Regions from separate parts of the Sus scrofa genome. Here regions 2 and 3 are each linked to region 1. A link is a contact called in public HiChIP or PLAC-seq data. All regions are on one chromosome and are shown on one strand. The core of a region is the stretch at or near the end of the contact, and the rest is flanking DNA. Distances in the headings are between cores, read along the strand shown. Region 1 has its middle 120 kb from the start of TOMM20. Region 2 holds the start of IRF2BP2 (interferon regulatory factor 2-binding protein 2). Region 3 overlaps LOC102158473 (a long non-coding RNA gene).

What was found. HiChIP or PLAC-seq counts read pairs in DNA pulled down with a chosen protein or histone mark.
Region 2: a contact with region 1 is called in an H3K27ac HiChIP or PLAC-seq map of alveolar macrophages. The contact joins the promoter of IRF2BP2 here to the enhancer-like site in region 1. A contact is called at or near these places in 4 of 5 promoter capture datasets (fetal liver, fetal skeletal muscle, liver and 1 more), 22 of 47 Hi-C or Micro-C datasets (alveolar macrophages, blood, brain and 12 more) and 2 of 2 datasets of contacts at active chromatin or transcription factors (alveolar macrophages and skeletal muscle).
Region 3: a contact with region 1 is called in an H3K27ac HiChIP or PLAC-seq map of skeletal muscle. The contact joins two enhancer-like sites. A contact is called at or near these places in 2 of 2 datasets of contacts at active chromatin or transcription factors (alveolar macrophages and skeletal muscle).

The regions. Positions count from the first base shown.
Region 1 is chr14:56,232,295-56,237,313 of Sscrofa11.1, reverse strand. No RefSeq gene overlaps it. Among named protein-coding and RNA genes, the nearest start is that of TOMM20, 120 kb to the right of the region's middle. Within about 2 kb of position 2,348, at least 56 of the 83 cell types and tissues checked have an H3K27ac peak or open chromatin away from gene starts, as enhancers often do. A contact at or near this core is called in alveolar macrophages, epiblast stem cells, fetal liver and 7 more, where this site is marked.
Region 2 is chr14:56,543,427-56,548,445 of Sscrofa11.1, reverse strand. It overlaps IRF2BP2 (interferon regulatory factor 2-binding protein 2), which reads right to left and starts at 2,654. Exons shown (of 2, transcript XM_021074288.1): 1 at 1,560-2,654; 2 at 1-922. The coding sequence starts at 2,562. The coding sequence ends at 207. LOC110256820 reads left to right here and starts at 2,561. Exons shown (of 2, transcript XM_021073692.1): 1 at 2,561-2,966; 2 at 3,028-3,434. The coding sequence starts at 2,561. The coding sequence ends at 3,434.
Region 3 is chr14:56,514,804-56,519,822 of Sscrofa11.1, reverse strand. The region is part of intron 1 of LOC102158473 (a long non-coding RNA gene); the gene reads left to right. LOC110256878 (a long non-coding RNA gene) reads right to left here. Exons shown (of 3, transcript XR_002338951.1): 3 at 3,437-3,871. Among named protein-coding and RNA genes, the nearest start is that of IRF2BP2, 28 kb to the left of the region's middle. Within about 2 kb of position 2,957, at least 10 of the 83 cell types and tissues checked have an H3K27ac peak or open chromatin away from gene starts, as enhancers often do. A contact at or near this core is called in skeletal muscle, where this site is marked.

The DNA.
Region 1 (5,019 bases), core at 1,099-3,598:
ACAGCCCGGTTCCTGCCTAGGGACCCAGTTCTTCGCCAGAGACCACCAAAGAAGTGGGGAAACACATGAAAGGAATTTGTTGCACTTTTTCATTAAACAACAACTTCTTTGAATTCCTAATTGGAAACTTTCACACATGAATTGAGGTTGCTGCAACTCATTTCCTGTAGTCCTGCTCGCTGTCCCGCTGTCCCGTTTATTTTGAGCAACGTAATTGTTGAACGGGAAGAGCGACCTCTGACCTCTGGTGGCCGCCTGCAGTATACTTGACCGGCTCATTTGCATATAGGGTGTCAGAAACACGTTGGCACATTCTTCCCTTTTCGCATAAAATTCTGTCTCCCTCGATCAGCTAGAGACTCAAACAAGATCTCAAGACAACACGGGGCCAGGCAGGATCTAGAGTTTTTCGTTGTATATTTTCTTTTTTTTTCTTCTCCCGTTGTTGGCAAAAAAACCTCTTCAGCTCAACTCAAGAAGCATAAATCCTACGTAGCACTAAGTCGAGCCCTTCGAGGGCCACTGCCCAGAGTGTGGGATCAGGATCTGAGGCCTCCTCTGCTCTTGCACAAAAGATGAGATTTACAAACAACAAGGAATCTTTCCCCCATTGGACCCTCACCCAGGACCTGTCCCTCCCCCACCCCACAGACCCTCACTCATCCACTCCTTAGAAGGCAGAGCTGGATGGAGAAGGCAAGGTGCTACTCTAGGGGAGTCTACTTCTGCCCAGGGTTGGGACAGGGAGGAAGGGGCAGAATTAAAGCTGAAAAAGGACAGCAGACAGCTCTCCCCAGCCTCACACAGCCCCTTCCAAATTCTGGTAGCAAACTGAGTCATTTAGTCTTAAAAGTGAGAGGCAGGTAACACATGGGTTTTTCCGTCATAAGGTAACCAAGCAGGGCCTTGTGGGGCTCCTGGGCACACAAGCTTTCTGTCTCCCCCATTTCTTGTTTTTAGGGAATAAGCTTCAGCCTCCATGACCTTCCCTGAGTCCCAAAGTGCAGGTTCAAACAGTGGCGGGTCCGGGAAGGGAGAGGATGCAGAGACCAGGGAGGATCAGTCAAGAGACCACAGTGCAGCCTTGGGGCAGGGTCCTGGTCCTTCCTCAAGAACTATAGATAACTATATCTTTGAGCCCTTCTGCAGAACTCAAACCCCCAACAAATGGAAGATGTTAACTCCCTGATGGAGCCGCCTTCTTTCCACTGGACCACTGGAACCAGTCCTGGGGCCACTAAACACCAGCTTGGAAAAAGAATGCAAGCTTGCCTCTGTCCTGATTCTTATCTGTGGCCCTATTTTCCACTCCCCCAACTATAAAACTACCTCCTAACCTCTCTCAAAGGAAGGCACAGTCTTTAAGGCCTTAGCCTGCTGTGGCTTCCTTTGCCTGGCAAAGCAGTAAAGCTATCTTTTTCTCCTTCACCTAAGACTCTGTCTCCACGTTTTCTATTTGGCACCAGTGGACAGAGGCCGAGTTTTGGCAACAATATGACAGCTGAGCTAAGCACCAGGTGTCCACATACTCAGAATTATCCTTTGGGGGGGTCCTTGCTTAGAGGCGGGGAGGGGTTTCTGGATTCTTTCAGGCCCTTTTCCCACTTCAGCATTAGGACCCACAGGACAACTTTAAGGGGCACAAGAGGTGATGAAGTCTCTTTAGCAGAGAACAGAAGGCAGCATGAGACCTGGGGACGGGCCAAGGATGAGCCAGTGCTGAGTCTAGGGCCTTGGCTTCCTATCTGGCTGTCTTCCAATGAACTGGCTCCCCTGAGAACTCAATTTCTCACCACCTCAAGCAGCTTCCAGAAGTTTCAGAGGTGCCCCTTTTCTTCCTTTTTCTCTTTAATGATCCGGACAGGCTTCCCCGCCTTCCCATGGAAAATCCCTGAGCCCCTAGCCGGCCACTTCCTGTTTTTGTTTTGTTCTCCTCTCCCTCCCCCCACCACGTCCCCTTCGACCTTTTGTCCTTTGTCTCAAACGGGGAAAGAATCCCCGGCTCCAAGCAGTTTGCTGGCGACTGGAGATTTCTATCTCTCTCAGCTCTGCTCACTCCCTGCATGGGTTTAAATAAATCCTCACTCTTAATGGTCCTCTGAGCGGCTTCCTCGCTCCAAAAAAAGGATGCTCCGGAGATGAAGAGGTTTGTTTGGGCAGCTGTTTGCCCAATAATAAATGCAAATTTTTATAGCAATTGTTTTTCAGTTCTGATCCACTTTTATGTGGGGCAAGGAGTCTCCTTTCGCTTTGTTTTGACGACGAGACTGGCTGGGAGGGTGCCCTAGTGACAGGCCATGCTCTTTCCTTCTTTCCGCTGTTTTGTCCCCTTCCTCTGAGCCCTGCATTCCTGGCATATTTGGAGAGAGTAGGAGCTGGCCTGAGGCCACTTTTCTAAGTATCTTCTCAGCACTGCAGTCCTGTTTGCAACAGTCTCTGTGCTTTGTTTATTCTCTGTGTCCGACTGCGGGGCAAGTACCAGATGTGAACAGGCCCAGGAAAGAGGCCTCCCCAACACCAGCCAGTGGCTCCAGATCGGGCTGGCTGGAAACTCCCGGGGCCCCACCATCTCCAGGGGGAAACGTGTGAAACGGTCTAAGGAGGTGTTAACCATGCGCCAGTCTTGGGGGGAATTTCCCCAAACACATCTGACACATACAAAGAAAAAAGGAAGAAAGAGCCAAACAGTAAACCACCACCACCTTTGAGAGTTTGCTCATGGAGCAGGTGTTTGCGATAGTCCTGAAGGCTCTAGGCTGAGACGGCTCCGGGCCTCGGCTTTCCTCTCCCTGGAGATGCTGCAAGAGGCTGTACAAGCGCATGAGAGCTGGGCGCTTCCAGCTGGAACAAGTGATGTAATCAGAGGGTGAAATCCGGTGATACTAGTGGCTCCATCATTGTCTGTGGAGCCCAGCTAAGGCTCCTTTAAATCTTACCTCGAGGCAAGTTCAACCCAATTCATAGCACAGGAAAATTTCAGGTTTATACGAGTCTCCAAATTGTTTTCAATTTCCCATGAGAGAAAGAGATTGATTCATTCTGTTAATAAGCAAAGGTCTTATTTTTCCACCTTCGGTCATATAAACGTCAAAGGGGTGGGGGAAGGGCTTCATGTTCAATCAAAAACATAGTTTCAGCATTTGAAAAAAGTCAAGTGGAGATTAAACAGATGACCCTCCAGGAGAAAAAAAAAAAAAAGTTAACCTTAACTCCCAAACCATAAAACTTTAAATATCTAATGTTTAACTCCCTCAATGAAAGCCTCATGGAAATGGGAAAGAATAGTTCAAAGCCTAGACTGTGTGGGAGGAACAGCCTAGATGATTCCTGCTTTCTTGTACCCTTACTTGAATCAAACCACTGGACTAAGAAAGCAGAAGATGATGAGGGAATGTGTGAGTCAAGCCATAATATAAAATATTCTGAGTACTGATTGCATACTTGTGTTCTTAGCAGCATCATTCACATTACCCAGGGGTCCATCAGTGGATGAATGGATAAAATGACTGTGGTAAGTCCATTCAGTGGAATATTATACAGCCTTTAAAAGGAGGAAAAATTCTGACATAGGCTACGACATGGATGAACCTTGAGGAGATGATGTTACATGAACAAAGCCAGTCTCAAGAGAACAACTACTATATGAGTCCGCTTCTGTGAGGTCCATAGAGGAGTCAGATTCATAGAAACAGAAAGTGGAATGGTGGACACCAGGGGCTGAGGCAGGGAGGGGGAGGAATAAGGAGTTTAATGGGGATAAAGTTTCAGTTGGGGATGATGAAGAAGTTCTGGAGATGGATGGGGATGGTGGTTGCCCCCCAACATGAATTTACTCAGAGCCACTTGACCTGTAAACTTAGAAATGGCTAAGACGGTAAGTTTTGTGTTATGTGCTTTTTGCGACAACTTAAAAATATCTTTCATTAAAAATTGTTTAAATTCAGGGAGTTCCCATTGTGGCTCAGCAGTAACAAACCCAACTAGTATCCCTGAGGACACAGGTTTGATCCCTGGCCTTGCTCAGTGTTAAGGATCTGGCATTGTCATGAGCTATGGTGTAGGTCGCAGATGCAACTTGGATCTGGTGTTGCTGTGGCTGTGGTGTAGGCCAGCAGCTGCAGCTCCAACTCAACCCCTAGCCTGGGAACTTCCGTATGTAGCAGGTATGGCCATAAAAAATTTTTTTTGTTCAAGTTCAGAGTTCTGCATAGTCTTGAGTGACAAAATCTGCCCCCCTTTACATGCACCCATACCAGCTCTTCTCAGAGAAACACACTGATTGTACCTCTAATTTGGAACCCATGCAGAGTCATGAATGCACTCACCCATGTTTCTGCCTCAGAACCAAGCTGGAGCTGCCACATCCACATCCAGGGGCCAGAGAAAGGGCAGCTCTTTGAGTAATGGAAAAACCAAGGGTAGTGGAGGTTCCATAACTAGCTCAAGGTCACACAGATCACAGCCTTTGCCTCTGTTAAAAGCTCCTGGTGAGGAGCAGCAGAAATGAATCCGACTAGGAACCATGAGGTTGCAGGTTCGATCCCTGGCCTTGCTCAGGGGGTTAAGGATCCGGTGTTGCCATGAGCTGTGGTATAGGTTGCAGACGCGGCTCGGATCTCACATTGCTGTGGCTGTGGCATGGTGTAGGCTGGTGGCAACAGCTCCATTAGACCCCTAGCCTGGGAACCTCCATATACCGCAGGTGCGGCCCCATAAAGACAAAAGACAAAAAACAAAAAAAACAGCTCCTGATGAAGAAGTTTCCTTGTGATGCAATGGGTTAAGGATCCAGAGTTGTCACTGCAGCAGCTCAGGTCACTGTTGTGTGTGTGTGGCGGCGGCGGGGGCGGGTGGGGGGAGGGGAGCGGGGGAGCTATCCCTGGCCTGGGAACTTCCATATGCCACAGGTGGGGCCAAAAAAAATTTCCTGGTGGCACTGCTTCCAGACTTATAGCCCCCAAAGTATTGAGAAAACAAGAGACAAAACCACCCTTGGTTTGTGGAGACATAGGAACCTGC
Region 2 (5,019 bases), core at 1,405-3,904, 310 kb before region 1:
TGTCGTCAAAAAAAAAATAGAAACACAATGTATTCAAAAAAAATCAAAATTATACAGCCATGTTTATGAAGTCTACATTTCCCTTGTCTTGGATATATATATATATATGTGTGTATATATATATATATATTTATATATATGGAGATATATACAATTCAAGCAGTTTTAGTTAAGGGTAATCATTGGGTTTTTCTCAAACCGGAAAGTCAAGAGTCTCTCTCTTTTTTCACTTTCACATCTCCAGCAAGGATGGTTGCAATTTCCCCTTGCATGAAGGCCCAGGGGACATTGGAGCCCACAAGAGGGCATTTTTCCCCACTGGGACAATAGACCTCTCCACTAGCTCCCTGCTGTTTGATGCTTTGTCTGGAGCAAGGGAAGCAGAACTTGTGCGAAGGAACGGACGGGCACTGCACAAAGTGGGTGTCCTCCAGCCGCTCGTGGCAGAGGGTGCAGCACAGCGGGGCACTGGCTGCCAGAGAGGAGTCCGGGAGGCTGGCGGGGTGCACTGGCTCCAGTCCTCCTGTGCTGCCTGCCCCCTGGCCCCCTACCTCTCTGGGGCCCAGCCTTCTTTGGTTCATAGAGGACGGAGACGGTGGACTGCTGCTGTTCCTCCTCGTGGTGGAGTGCACCTGATTGGCATCTTTAGAGGCATGACTGCCTCCAGCATTGTCTGCAACTAAGATCAGGGCTGCCATGGGGGACTGGCCGTTCTGGGCCGCTTCAGGCGGTGTGGTCCGGTTGGAATGAGGTGAGGCAGTGGGTGGTGGTGGAGACACAAAAGAGGATGTAGGCGTAATGGGGATCTTGAGCCCTTCAGTGGATGTGGACAGCCAGGGCTGTGCCTCTCCATTGATCTTAGGGGGCCCGACTTCACCTTCTGGTTCTGGTGAAGGCTTCCTTTTCCTTGCAGTTCTTGCAACTGGAAAAAGAGAAATAAAAGGGAAAAGAGAAAATAAATAAAGGTGCACCGGAAAGGCCTTTTACTAACATGAAACAAAATTCGCTAAAGCATTTTTATTCTCTGAAAGCTGGTAGATAAAAACTCACGTGAGCTTTCAAGAGCACGTGTAACTTAAAACACTTAACTTACAGGGCTGAGGCAGTATGCCACTCAAAAACACAAAAGCCACAGAAAACGATTCCTACACAACGGCCTATTCTGACACACGCAAGCATGTAGCCCGGCTAAACCGGGCATACGACTGCTAACGTCCCCCAGCAGGTTAAAAGGTGACTGGTGCTCTCCTGCTCTCCTCCAAGAATGTGCTGGGAAAGGAAAACCCGGTGTCAGTGCCTATCAGCCCGGTCTGACTCATCTCTGTTGTGCTACTTCAGCACAGGAACACGTTGCCACTAAGCACTGGTTCCGCCTCGGGCAAATCAGGAAGTTGGGTGTTTGTTGTTTCTGGGCCGGCCGGGGGAGAAATGGTGAATGGGAAGGGCACCCCCTCCTCTGCTCTCCGTCCCCTCTTCGCCCCGAGATCACCTCACTCCACAGCCGCCCCTACCTGCTTTAGACCCGTTGGCCCCGTTGGCCTCGAAACCCAACAACCTGCCTGCAGTCAGGGCCGGCTCCTTCTTAAACTTGCTCTCGAAGGGCCCCGAGTGGCCGTGCTGGTGCAGCGCCAGCAGCGTGTCTCGAACCGTCTTGGGCCTGTTGACCCAGTCCTGATCGCCGGGCCCGCGGCCCTTGCCCGCGCCCTCCGTGCCCAGCTCGGCCGCCCCGGCCGCGGTGGTCAAGCTGTCTGCCGGGCCGCGGTGCGAGGTCGGCGGCGGCTGCTTCTCCTTGGCTGCCGCCTCGCGCTGCTCGTGCTCCGCCGACGCGCTGCTCGTCACGGACGCCGGCCGCTTGTGGGCGCCCAGTTCGGCCGGCTGCGCCGAGCCCAGCCCGGCAGCCGCGGCCCCGGACACGGCGGCCAGTGAGGCGGCGGCGCGACCGCCCAGGCCAAGAGCGGCGGGCAGCGGCGTGGTCGAGCCGTTCATGAGCGGCACCAGGGTGGGAGGCACGGCGTGGCCGCGCCGCGGGTTAGGGCTCTGGCGGTTCAGCTCCGGCGGCTCCTCCAGCTTGGAGAAGCCGTTGGGCACCAGGATGCCGTTCACGGGCGGCGGCTGCGGCGTTGGCGGCTGGGCCAGACCGGCCGCCGGGCGGCTACCGCTGAAATCGGAGCCGAGGCGCGGGGGCCGCTCGGCTGCGGCGGCTGCCAGAGGGTAGCGCTCCAGGGCCTGCGGGGCGCGCGCGGTGGCCTCGGGGCCGCCGTGGCCGAGCTGCTGCTGCTGCTGCAGGAGAAGGTCCTTGGCGGAGAGCGGCGGCGGCTTAGCGGCGGCCGGAGCCGCGGCGCCGGGCGGGGAGCGGCCCTCCGGGAAGCAGCCGTGCGCCCGCTTGAGCTGCCGCGCCGTCTCGATGACGAACTCGACGCGGTCGGCGCCCTCGTAGTTGACGCAGCCGCGGCACACGGGCTCCGTGAAGTCCCAGATCATGGCCCAGGGCATGCGGGGCAGGTCACACAGGTAGCACGACTGCCGCCGGGACGCGGCCGCCACCGCCACCGCCGCGGCCATGTCCGAGGAGCCCGCGGCGCCGGAGGAGGAGGAGGGGGCGCCGCCGCTCCCCGCCGGCACCACGCGCGCCCTCCTCCCCCCCCAACCCCGCGTCTCCCCCACCAGCGGCGGCGGCGGCCGCAAAGGCGGCGGCGGCGGCAAAGCCCGCGAAGGATCGGCGCCCGCGCAGCGCCCCCGGTGCACGAGGGGCGGCGGGCGCGGGGCGAGGGGTTGCAGCCGCGGCAGCACGTCCCCCCGGCCGGCGCGGGCGCGGGTGGGCGGCGGGGCGGCGCGGCGCGGCGGGCGCGGCGGCGGCGGCGGCGGCGGGGGCTCGGCCGGGGCCGCGGCGGGCCTCCAGACCGGGGCGAAGACGGGCCGCGCGGGCGCGGGGGAGCGCAGCAGGTCGCGGCGGCGGCCGGCGCGGAGTGCGGGGCGGGGGGCGGGGAGGCCGGGGGGGCGGGGGGCGGGGGGCGGCCGCCGGGGCAGGCTCAGCCCGAGCGGCGGGGCATGCCGCGCCGGGGCGGCGGCGGCGGCGGCCGTGCGGCGTGGAGCTCGGGCGCGGCACGGGCCCGGGTCGCTCCGCTGCTCTCTCACAGCTCCTGGCGTCGCCGCTCTCCAGCGCCCGCCTCAGCGCCCAGCCCGCCTCAGCTCCGCCGCCGCCGTCGCTGCTGCTGCTGCCGCCGCGGCCGCTCCACTTCTACAGACTTGATTCTTCGACAGCCTCGCAAGGCGCCTGCGCGGGCCCCCTCCCCTCGCGCGCGCGCGCCCGCCCTCCCCCGCTCCCTCCCCCTCCCCCCGCCAGAGAACGAGCGCTGCCGGGAGAGCCGGCTCCGCGGCGCCCGCCCGCGGGTCAGCACCACCCGCCTGCGCCGCGGCTCGTGTCCCCGACGTGAAGCCGTCGCTGGTGTGGCTTGCTTTCCTCCACCCGCTCGGCTCCCTCGACTGCTCAGGCAGTTCCTTCTCGTCTAGGGCTGTTTGAGCCAAACCGTGCTAGAACTCATGTTTTGAAAAGCCAGGCCACTCTGTAACCTGGTTCTGTTAGTAGCATCTTGAGGATGGGGATTTTCAGTCAAGTGCTGTTCACAGTTTTGTAAGGAGCTTTATTTGAACTCCTCGGTGAGTGCTTTTACACCCGCATGTCTTGGGAAGGACACACGCGCCGCCGGTCCCCTAAACTTTTACAACAGGAGGGTGCGCGCCCAAGCCTAGGGCCGCGTCCACCCGCCCTTCTACGGAGCCCTTCCGGGAGCGAGCGGGTACGCTGCCCGAGGAGGTTCCGATCCCCCTCTTCCCCAGTCCGCAGCCCGCCGGGCCACGCGGGGATCCCGGTCGCCTGCTGCAGGCCCGCGCGGCGGGCGCGTGACGTGGGCGCGGGGCCGCGTGCGCCGCCACCGAGTGCGCACGCTCCGCGCGGACGTGACTCGGCGCCGCTGGCACTGGCGGCCCCATTGAACGAATGCACATTCCAGGGATCCGGGGTCAGCGGCCAACGCGGCCGCGTCACCGCGCAGGCTCCGCCCCCGCCGCGACTCTGCTCCAGACCCCGCCTCTCGGAGCCAAACTTGGACTCCAGGTGGCGCGCGGCGCGGGCACGAGCGGCAGCGGGGCTTGGCCCGCGCCCGCCGTGGGGGCGAGCGACCGGCTACCCCGCTGGCTGCTCTGGCGTCCCCGGCGCCGCGGTGGGGCAGTGGCAGCCTTGCGCCCCTGGCAAGGCCCGGGTTGGGCTTAACCCCGGTGGGTGCGAACCCGCCTGGCGCGAAGGCGAGATGTGGCCGCAGAGCCTGGCCGCGCTCTGCCACTGTAGGCCGCCACAGACTCTGCCCAGACTGAAATGAGCACTTGAGTTTCACACTTTTATCGGGAGGAGGAGCTGGCGTGTGTTATGGTAAATTACTTTTGGCTGGTCGTTAGTCTTAACTGACTAATAGACGCTGGCTTAGTCACTCGCAGTTGGGACTTTTACACTTCAAGTCTGTAAGGGCGGCCTTGGGAGCTTCCTTTGTTGGAAAACAGGCCCACATCTCTCCCTGATACTGGAATGAGCTGGTTAAGTGTGGGAAGAACAGGGTACTAATTATATTATCTTCCCTACAACTGGATTGGTAGGTGGAGAGAGAAGAAAAATCCTGCTGACGTTTCTTTTCTAGTTGTTGCTATTGAAAATGCCAGGTTGCTTCAAAGGATTAACCACAAGGAAGAGGAAAAACACCCTTAGAGAAACAGTGGAGGGAGCTGCTTAAAGCACAAGAAAAAACCTGTCTGAAAATGGCACAGAAAACGTAATGCCAGACTTAAATGTTTTTATAGGCGAACCCTGAATGTCTTCTCTTGGGGATTTCCAGAGAGGGTGCGCCTGCCATAAAGGTCTCCCCATCTGTTCCCGGATCTTGCCCTGCAATTATAGTCCTGCCTCACCCTCTCCTGCTTGGAAAAATAGGACCCTGATTTTTTTTCTCCCAAGCAGCTGGTGCCAGCGGA
Region 3 (5,019 bases), core at 1,708-4,207, 280 kb before region 1:
GTTAGAAACCCTAGCTGCCTTTTATTTTTTTATCTTTTGTCTTTTTAGGGCCGCACCTGGGGCATATGGAGATTCCCAGGCTAGGGGTCCAATCGGAGCTGTAGCTGCCAGCCTACACCACAGCCACAGCAAAGGGGGATCCGAGCTGTGTCTGCAACCTACACCACAGCTCATGGCAACGCCAGATCCTTAACCCGCTGAGCAGGGCTAGGGATCGAACCCTTGTCCTCATGGATACTCATCAGGTTCTGGTTTGTTAACCACAGAGCAGCAGAGGGAACTCCCCTAGGTGCCTTTTAAATGTAAATGGCAACCTTAATTTTTTGCTGTGTAAAATAACAGCTTTTTCTTCAAGTTATAATTGTATAAAGCAAACATCATAGGAAAAAAATGACCATTGTTTTTTTTTTTTTTTTTTTGGAAGCAACAGCTTTGACTAAAATGCCCCCTTGAAATTCCGGAAACCTGCCAGAATGCTGGGAAGAACGGGTAGAAAGAAATACAAAAGTCAGGAAATAATCTAGTTTTTAATTCAACAGAATCAATGTTTCTTGTGTATTTTTATTTGCTTTTTTTAAGACAGTTGGCTTTTGGTTTTAGTGTGTGTCTAGCCTTGAAATCAGCTCTGCAGAGAAATTCCTGGTTCTGCGGAGGGTCCACCAGGGTGACCTTGAACCATAGGTCCCAGGCCCCCAAATGTGGGCAAGACAACACAGCCCCTAGGCAACAGAGGAACCTCTCGGGCGAGTGGTCTTGAGACACAGGGGGAAACTTGATGAGCAGCAGGGATTCTCAACTCTAAAGATGACAAATCCCTACCCTGGCCTGAGCTAACGGAAATGAGGCAAACACAAGCAAACTAAAAACCAAAAACCTGTCATATTTCCCCATAACTTCCTTTAGATCTTAGTCCTTACATGTGGTAAAAAGAGTTTTAAAAAATATTTTAAGTAGTTCCCGTCATGGCTCAATGGTTAACGAACCTGACTAGTATCCATGAGGACATGGGTTCGATCCCTGGCCTCGCTGAGTGGTTTAAGGATCTGGCGTTGCTGTGAGCTGTGGTGTAGGTTGCAGATGCCGCTTGGATTCTGCATTGCTGTGGCTGTTGTGAGGGTACAGCTCCGATTCAAGTCCTGGCCTGGAAACCTCCATATGCCACAGATATGGCCTTAAAAAAACAAAAGACAAAAAAAAATTTTTTTTTTTAAGAACTGTGTCAAAAGAGCTGTGAAAGTACTTATATCCCTTGCTCTCGAAATTCTGCTTCTAGATAGCTGTCTTAGGAAAATAATCATAAGTATATTATCAAAAGTGATTTATAAATAAGTATGTTGGCTGAAGCATTATTTATAATATAGAAAAAGTTGGAAACAAAATCCATGTACAAAAATAAGAAAATGGTTAAATAAATCATAGTCCATCTATGTGACGAATGCTGTATACATATTTACAAATCATATTTTCAGAGATAGTTGTTGATAAAGGAAAATGCCCAGCATTGAAAAAGGCAGATTCACAATGAAATAGTCCACATAGTTATAATTTTAAATGTGTAAGTTTGTCTATGTATATGTATAGAAAATGGTTGAAAAGAACTACACCAAAATGTTAACTCATTATCTCTCGTGGCAGGATTATGAGGTTACAAGCGATTGTTTCTGGTTATTTACATTTTCTAGTATTTTAAGATTTTCCTACAGTGAGCCTGTATTACTTTTTAATGTCAGAAATATTAATTTTAAGGTTCTTATATTTATGTATATTCCTTTAAAATGATAGACTCTTTCTCCATAAGTCAGAAACCTGGACACCGAGGAGTTCTTACTATGGTGCAGTGGATTAGGAACCTGAGTGCAGTGGCTTGGGTCACTTCGAAGGCTCGGGTTCTATCCCTGGCCTGCTACATTTGGTTAAAAGAATCCAGCATTGCTGCAGCTTGGATTCAGTCACTGGCCTGGGAACTTCCATATGCCATGGGTGCAGCCATTGAAAAAAGAAGAAAAAGAAACGTGGACACCAAGTTTTGGCTTTAATGTAGTGAGCTGGAGAATTATGATTAAATACTATTTCATTGATGACTCAGTCAATGAACGAATATTTACAGAGCCCGTGTGAGTCACTCGACCAATGCTTATCTACCCCCTTTTATGTGCTGGCCATTGAATGCATGCCCAAAATGAAATCATGCCCATCTTGTCTGGACAATGATGGCAAGAAGATCCTGTTATGGGTACTCGTGAATGTCACATATCACTGAGGAATGAGACATGCCTAAAGGTTGGGCACATTTGCCCAAGCAAACTGCCAAGGAATCTAAGCCTTGCCCAAGTGTGTAAGACCCAGGCTCACCTGCTCGCCCAGCCTCACTGAAGCATGGGGCAAAGTTTTTGCAAGTTCCCATCATGATCTCCTGGATGCCTCATTTTCTGTTGTTTTGTCTCGGAAGGAAGTTCGGTTAGTCCAAGAGGCTTGGTTTGTTATACAGCTGTACAGCTCTGGACTTTCATAGCCTTCTCTTTAAGCGCTGACAACTTGATACTTTGATCAATGGTTGTTATATTTCTCTGTATGTTAGTTGGACAGGCTGATGATTTCCAAAGTCAATCCCTTCTCCTCTCCCTTTCTCTCTCCAGTTTACACATTTCTGTTTTCCAGTTGCTTTATCTACGTCTTCTAAGTATCTCAAAGTAGGAAAAAGCAGGGGCCCTGGAATTCTCCTGCCCAGTCCCTGAACAGTCGTCAGGGCTGGCTGTGCCCTTGCGTCACAGAGGACTGCTGTATGACGCCGGTGGCCTGTGTTCAGGACGTGTTGCCAAGGTCACTATAGTTTGTTAACGGGCAGCTGCCACTGGAAAGCATGCGCCTGACTGGCAACATTTCCCCACTGTTGCAGAGAGCCTCTGAGTGGCAGGGAGGCATCTAAGCAGGTGGTTTCTGCTGCAAAAGCCACCCGCCCTGGATGTGCCTTCTTCCCACTGTGGCCTTTCCCAGGCCTGGCATGTGGCTTTCCCAGACACTCAGAGAGGCCACGTGCCCATTCACATGGCAGCAGCGTGCCTGGTGATCACACTGCACATCCCAGGTCTTTACCTGTAAAGTGGCTGTTTTCCCAACCCTCCCTGCTCTTGGGAAAATGAGAGTCATTGGCAGAGATAAACATTTAAGCCTCGCTGGGAGATTTCCTGGCCCAGTGGGTTAAGAAGTGACTTTGGGATGGGGTGAAGGGGGAAGGAGTTCCCGTTGTGGCTCAGCTAGTTATGAAGCTGACTAGTACCCATAAGGATGCAGATTCGATCCCTGGCCTCACTCAGTGGGCTAAGGATGCCACATTGCTGTAGCCGAGGTGTAGGCTGGCAGCTGCAGCTCAGATTTGACCCCTAGCCTGGGCACTTCTATATGCTGCAGGTGCAGCCCTAAAAAGCAAAAATAAATAAATAAATAAAATGCCATCTCTATTTTTTGTGAGCTTCATGTTTTTAAAAACATGTGCTTAAACTTCTCAAGCCTCAGTTTCCTCACGGGAGGCAGGGGGCATGTTGCCCTCTGACCCCCTGCCTGGCTCATAGGAATCGCTCATTAAAGGGCAGCGCTGACAGATATTACACGTTCCATACATGACGAGGTTCCCACGTAAGGAGTGTGGGTGCGCGCAGGAGTCTGCCGTGTGCGAAAGGAGGGTGCAGTTGATGAGACTGACTTCCAGAGTTGCCGCAGTTCAACTTGTTTTTCCTTATGAAAATGCGAATGTGCCAACATCTCTTCTATATCACATGGGGAGGAGACTTAGCTTTTTCTTTCAGTTTTTCATCAGTTGAAAGAAAAGCTCTGGTGGCAGTGAGCCGTTGTGGAGGTCTGTCTGTGAGCTGGGCTGAAAGTACAAACCAGCGAGACAGTGAAATTTTGTGTGTTCCTTAAGTAAGCCCTCCTCCCGCTGCACTAGTAAGGTGATGTTCATTCCAACCTAGCCCCTCCATTCGTGTTTTGCTTTGTTTCTTCTCTTTCCAAGTAAAAGTATCTTTAACAATGGTTCAACTGTTCAGAAATAGAACAACTATGAGACGACTTTTAAAGGATATGAACTAATACTAATCACACAATATGTAATAATCACACATCTATATATGGCACCTATTAGCATGGCCACCGTGAAATCCCATCTCTCTTTGAGAAAGTAACCGTTCTAGAGAGTGGGGTTCTGGGCCATTGAGAGCTTGACGTTCAAAGCAAAAGAATGAGGAGTGAAGGAAGAAAAGGAAGGGAAAAGAAAGGAAAGGAAAGACATTTTGAGCAGAAAACTTTCTAACGTGTAATTCAGGAGTTCCCGTCGTGGCGCAGTGGAAACGAACGCGACTAGGAACCATGAGGTTGCAGGTTCCATCCCTAGCCTCGCTTGGTGGGTTAAGGATCTGGTGTTGCCCTGAGCTGTGGTGTAGGTCGCAGATCCCGCATTGCTGTAACTGTGGTGTAAGCTCGTCGCAACAGCTCCCATTAGACCCCTAGCCTGGGAACCTCCATATGATGCAGGTGCTGCCCCCCAAAAAGGCAATTCAACCTCTCCAGCTTTCTGAAAGAGTCTGGAGGCTTTATTTAACATCTTTTTTTCTTTTCTTGGTCCTGACATTGTCATAATGAGAACCCGTTCTGATATTATTGTATAATAAAGTCGTGTGCTTAGGCAGTGGAGGTAGATGGGTATATATGCAGACATACTAGGAGGCCCTACGTTACTGGGCCTTCTAGAATTCTTCTGTCTGCTTTTTACACTTTTCTATTTCCTCCCTTCTTTAGGGTGTCAGCAGTTACTTCTTGCTAATATGCCTGTCTATAGGAAACCCTCTCCCTACTTCTCATTTTCTATTTCTAAAGTACTCTGGGCATGAACTTGAGAAAATCACAATGATTAGGGCTGTGTGTACAATAAACATGACTACTTTTTGAGTCTGGGCCTAAGGGCCATTTCTCCTACGAGAAAAGTATATGTGTAAGAAAATTATTTCTCAAGTTTTGTTTTAATTT